2 separate regions of the Sus scrofa genome follow, and region 2 is linked to region 1. The links are chromatin contacts, called in public promoter capture Hi-C maps. All regions are on one chromosome and are shown on one strand. Each heading gives the region's core, a stretch centred on a gene start, on an enhancer-like site or on the middle of the called end of the contact. The rest is flanking DNA. Distances are from core to core; before and after follow the strand shown. Region 1 holds the start of FNTA (protein farnesyltransferase/geranylgeranyltransferase type-1 subunit alpha). Region 2 holds the start of INTS10 (integrator complex subunit 10).

Region 1 (2,773 bases), core at 178-2,677:
ATAACTGAGTCACTTTGCTGTATAGCAGAAGATTATGTTGTAAATCAACTATAATAAAATTTTTTAAAAGAGCAGAAAAAAGATGTTTTATATTATGACTATTTTACCACAATAAATAATATTTCTAAAACTCGAAATGCTTCCCACAGTCCCTGGCTCCCTTTTCAATCTTAACCTAGCAGTTCATTCCTTTCACTCATGGGCCTTGAAGGACAGTAGCGTCCTTCCCTAACCAAGACCATGCCAAGCAGTCACCTCCTGTTCTCTCTGACTGGCATACTTTTTCCTTTCGCAGATCTCTGCTCCAACAGCCCCTGGAAAGCCTTCCTGACCATCTACTGCTGAGGGTGAAAATGGTTTTCCCTCCACCCTTATGAGTTCTTGGCTGAGACCATGGTAATAAAAGTCTGATTAACAAGAGAAAAACAAACAGGGGTTTATTAACATGTATAGCTCGAGAATACCTAGAGAAAATGGAAAAATACTTAGAGATATCTAGAGAAAAATTAACAGCTCCCAGAGGTGGCTTAGAATTCAGGCTTAAATATCACCTTAAGAGAGAAAGGGGAGAGGAGGTCTCTTGGAGAGTAAATGTTTTTTAGGAGAGATGAATGGACTTTTAGAGGAACAGGGTAGAGATTCCATAGTTTGACAGAACGTGTCTGGGTGTGGTGTTCACTTCGACTCTTGAAACTACCAGAGAGGGGATTTACTGCAGCTGAGTTCTTTTGGAGAGTCTGTCTTTAGGCCAATAAGGGAATTCAGAGAAAGCTTCTCCCTGTATTTGCTGTTTTTCAAGTGCCTGCGGCTCAAAATAACCAAAAAAAACCTACAGCAGCTTATGTGGAGTGGCATGACCTGAAGCCGACAGCGTATTTTAGGCCGGTAAATTCTGCTACCCAGCCCTAGAAGTTCATGACAGCAGAAGTTGGTTGCTGCTGTGAGCAAGCACGGCATATACGAGTCAGCAAGTATTTGTTAAATATTTACCTTTCCTGTAACATATACACATATTACATGTATAATCAGGACTTTAATTTCAAAAGGTTAAGCTCTAGATGACTGAAATTCTGCGGTATAAACTCTTAGCATCTGAAAGAAAAAAAAAAATGTGTCCAAGGAATGCAAACGCCCTTGGACAAGTAACATGGAGCAGGGGCAGCCAGCCACTCTCATCCAGGGCTCCCAAGGAGAGGCACCTTCCCCGCTGACGATGACAACTAATAACACTAGCACATTTCAAAGCAAGGACGTGTTCGCGCGAGTGGGAAACCTGGGGGCCCCCGGGAGCATGCCGTGGACCCCACCTGACACGAGCCCAACCAGGACCTCCAAGGAAGGGCGCCGGCTCGGAGGCCCTCTGGCCCGCGTCTCTATGGTAAGAGCGAGGAAACAGGAAGTGGCCGCGGGAGGGGAGGGGCGGGGCCGGGCCGGGCCGGGCCGGGGGCGGGGTCTCCACCGCCTCCTCCGCTGCAGGCCGAGGAGAGATGGCCGCCGCCGACGGTGTCGGAGAGTCTGCGCAGGGTGGCGAGCCCAGTCAGCCGGAGCCGCCGCCGCCCCAGCCGCCCCAGGAAGAGGCGGTGGCGTCCCCTATGGACGACGGGTTCCTGAGCCTGGACTCGCCCACCTATGTCCTGTACAGGTAACACCCACAGCCAGGCCGCGGCACCGAGACCTGGCCGGCACGCGGAGTGCAGCGGGCGCGGCTCGGGCCAAGGCTCGCGCGGCTTCGGGGTCCGGCTGCCGGGGCGCGGCGGATGGGACCCGCGCCGTCACTTCGCCGGACCGTGGAGGTTCGGCGCCTCACCGCGCCGGCCTGCTGACTGTCCGAGCCGAAGGGCTTGGGTGCAGTTGGACAGCCCAGCAGGAAATAATTTAAATGAGGTCCACACATGCTCACTTTGGAAACGGGGCTTCCCTTGGGTGTTCTGCAGGAACGGAGGGAACTAACATAAGACCTTTAAGGATCCGGACGTTTTCATTCAGCGTTTTCTTTCATGGTTTTAGCGCCTAGCCTCAGACAGGCTCCAAGTTAAGCTGTGAGGATGATTGTACGAGCGCTGTGCAGTAAGGTAGTGCAGGGTACTGCTCTAACTTTCTTGCTTTTCCCCACTTTTGCCAACACCCAGTCCCGTCCCCTTTAGTTCCTTGCTTTCTATTGGTACTACTGATTCCTCAGCTCCATTTCAGCCTGTAGAGATGGTCCTTAGCTTTCCTATGTCTTTTTTTTTCTCCTGTAGTTCTACGCAAACCCATGAGATGGCTGATTTGCCTAGATTTTATGAATGCACGGAAGCCACTATCCACATTTTGTTATTGGAGTTAACGTTTCAGTGATTTCAGTTGGTTGAGGTGGCCCCATAGTGCTCACACCTCCTTTCTGAACTGTGTAATCCCTTTCCTAGCCTGTGCCTGATTTCCCTGTGTCTTTGCTTTTCTCATGCCGCTCCCCAAGCTAGATCTCATACCTAAGATAATTGTTTCCCCCCTGGATTTCTCCTTAAATATAATGGACACAATTTTAGGATTTGTCTAAATACCACAGAATCTTTGCTGTCAATAGCTGATCAGTGCTGAGACTTGAAAAGGGGTAAGAGGAAAAGAATGAAAGTAAAAGAGTGGTTAAAACAAATTTCTGGAGTTCCCATCGTGGCTCAGTGGTTAGTGAATCTGACTAGGAACCATTAGGTTGCAGGTTTGATCCTTGGACTCACTCAGTGAGTTAAGGATCTGGCGTTGCCATGAGCTGTGGGTGTAGGTCGAAGACGCGGCT
Region 2 (2,773 bases), core at 124-2,623, 160 kb after region 1:
TTAAGGTTAGGATGGACTCCCACCTATTGTTCTCTACACTCCAGTACTGTCTGAACTTCTGCAAAGTTAAATTTTCCAAAATAAAATAAACTGGATAGTAGAGTTTTAACACGAATAAAACCTAAGAAGACCTCTTTGCATTAGATATGGCAGCAATTAATGCAAGGCCTGGATCCGTGACTGGGTAAGCTTTAGGCACCCCATATGCAGGTGAACTTGAAGATCTTCCCTCAGCTCCTACTTCCAAGGACAGGAACAAAACCTCCTGAGAGACCCAGCGGCGTCCCCACTCACATGTCGTAGAGCAGCCTCCCGGCGGTGGCCGTCCGCTCTGCGTTCCGCTCAATCGTGTACATTTCATACTGCAACACAAGTTAGAGCCAGGGGTCAGGCCCTTGGCCCCGGGCCAGCCCTGCTCACCCCCTTCGGCCCCCACCCCGACCCCTGGAGGTCCCAGAGTCAGGCATCACTTGGAGACACTACCACAGGGCTAACAGGCTCACTCCCAGCCCCGGTTCCCAGATGGGTGCAGGAACGGCTCAGAGATAGCAGGTGGCCACTAAGATCAGAATTACTGAAGGCACCTGGCGTCTAACACTGTAAGCTTAGGCGCTTCTCGTTCCCCTGATACACGTATACACTTTGATTGGCTGCAGATGTGGCGGCGTTCCATCCCCTTCCATAGCTACAGCCCAGAGTTATCGCTGGTGCTCACTACACAGCGCAGGAGCTCTAACCCGTGGGAACCTCAAACACCGCCCCGCCCCCATCCCGCCCCAACCCACCGCCGCGGTCCGGACCCAGGGGCCGGCTGGCAGCTTTCCCCGGCCGCACGAGGCGCGGTCCGGGCCGCAGGATGCTAACGCTCCCCTCTCCCGCGCCGGCCTGGCCTGGGGAAGGGCCCCGGGGTCCTGGGTGCCGCCCCGCGGGGCGGCCCCGGGCAGGGCGGAGGGGGGCTGGGAGGGCGCTCCCACCTGAGCGCGCGGCCCTGCCTCACCTGGATGTTGAAGTCGGTGGGGTAGAGGCTGCGGGCCGTGATTAGCCAAGCCTTGGCGGCCCACAGGTCCTGCTGCACCAGCTCCCGAGCTCGCTGCACCAGGAACTCGCAGTCGCCCTGGGCTGACATGACCCCGGCGGCGTCGGGCGCCCAGAGGCAACCGGACCTTCCGGCTAGGAGACACCACCACTAACTAGTGCCGCCGACGCCGCCGACGCCGCCGACGCCGCCGCCGACGCTACTGCGCATGAATGGAGTCGGGAGGACGTCCGCACGTGGATCCGGAAGGGCTTCCGGGTTTTGTAAGCAGCCTTTTCGTGTCGGTTCTCCGCCTCCGCCCAGCCCCTTCCTCTTTTGAGGAGCTTGGGTGTTGGTCCAGACTCTTCCAGGTCGCCTCCAAGACGTGGAGAATCGGATTCTCAATCTTGCGGACTGGGGTGTGACCCTGGTACCTCCAGGGAGCATGCGCAGAGCCTGGTTCCTCGGCGCCGGGAGGCGGGCGGTTGGTGCCGCCCCCAGTGGCCGGCGCGTCCCGGCGCCCTGAAGCCACCGCTGGGGCGGGGCAGAAGCTGGAGGGCGGAGGTTGACGCGGAGTCGCTGCTGGTTCGAATGGACAGAAAAGCCTGCGCCAGTTTGAGTTCGGTGGGAACGCCGGTGCCATGGAGCCTCGGTACCGCCCTGTCCCACTGTTGTTGCGCCTTTATTCCCTGGTTTCTTCAACAAACATTTATCGAGCGGTTGCGGTGATAGTCCTTGGAGAGTGCTTTGCTGCGTGCTGGGGAACTCCAGAGTTGATTATCCTGGTCCAGCCGGAGTTTACATCGTTGGGGATGGCTGACCTACAGAAAACAGCTGTTTAATCATCTCCTCCAATCGAAATCAGTGTCCTTTTCACCAAATAAAATAATCTCCCTGCTCTCGTGAAGGGAGGCCGCACTCAGGAGCCAGAGGCGTTTATTTGCCTAGTAGGAAGAATGTGCCAAAACGTGGGTTCTAAACATTTCATTGGAGTTTCCAATCCAAAGTCTATACACAAGAATTTTAGCAAGTTCTAGTACCACTGATAGCTTCTATTTGGATCCAAGATTAGAGATTCAAAGCTGCTTTGTTTGTAGAAAGAAGGAAGGAAAGAAGAAAGAAAAAATTACTATATACTTCTATACATCGAAAAATTGTACACATGTTAAATATGAATGTATACGTTGCACAGTATATACATTGTGTACCAAAAGTGTTGCCTGCTATCAAGCCATCAGCCACTGTAGCACGACCCCCTCAGTTCCTGATGTTGCCTCATGAGGGGAGTTCAGGATGGAGAAAAACAGGATCCAGGCGCTAGTTAAGATGCATATCTAAGGAGTAATTTCTTTTCTTTTTTTTTTTTAAGGGCCCCACCGGGGGCATAGGAAGTTGAGTGGGAGCTGCAGCTGCCAGCCTGTACCACAGCCACAGCAAGGCCAGATCCAAGCCATGTCTGCCATCTACACCACAGCTCATGGCAACAATGCTGGATCCTTAACCCACTGAATGAGGCCGGGGGTCAAACCAGAGTCCTCATGGATACTAGTTGGATTTGTTACCACTGAGCCACAATGGAACTCCCTCTTCTCCCTGATTTTTAGCTTGCAGACCTTGAAACCTGCATTTTCCTCTTAGAGTAGCTGCCTCCTCCTGGGCTTATATCCTTCCTACTCATGCTAATGCCTTGCTTGGACACTCAGCATGTTCAACATCTTTGCTTCTTACCCACCACTGTATCCACTGTTCAAATTAACA

Evidence for each region. Promoter capture Hi-C pulls out the DNA fragments that hold promoters and counts their contacts.
Region 2: a contact with region 1 is called in a promoter capture Hi-C map of liver, with 2.9 times the contacts expected there. The contact joins the promoter of INTS10 here to the promoter of FNTA in region 1. A contact is called at or near these places in 2 of 5 promoter capture datasets (fetal liver and liver) and 1 of 2 datasets of contacts at active chromatin or transcription factors (alveolar macrophages).

What each region holds. Positions count from the first base shown.
Region 1 is chr17:11,926,900-11,929,672 of Sscrofa11.1, forward strand. FNTA (protein farnesyltransferase/geranylgeranyltransferase type-1 subunit alpha) reads left to right here and starts at 1,428. Exons shown (of 9, transcript XM_021077538.1): 1 at 1,428-1,642. The coding sequence starts at 1,488.
Region 2 is chr17:12,086,447-12,089,219 of Sscrofa11.1, forward strand. It overlaps INTS10 (integrator complex subunit 10), which reads right to left and starts at 1,374. Exons shown (of 17, transcript XM_003134201.4): 1 at 998-1,374; 2 at 295-362. The coding sequence starts at 1,126.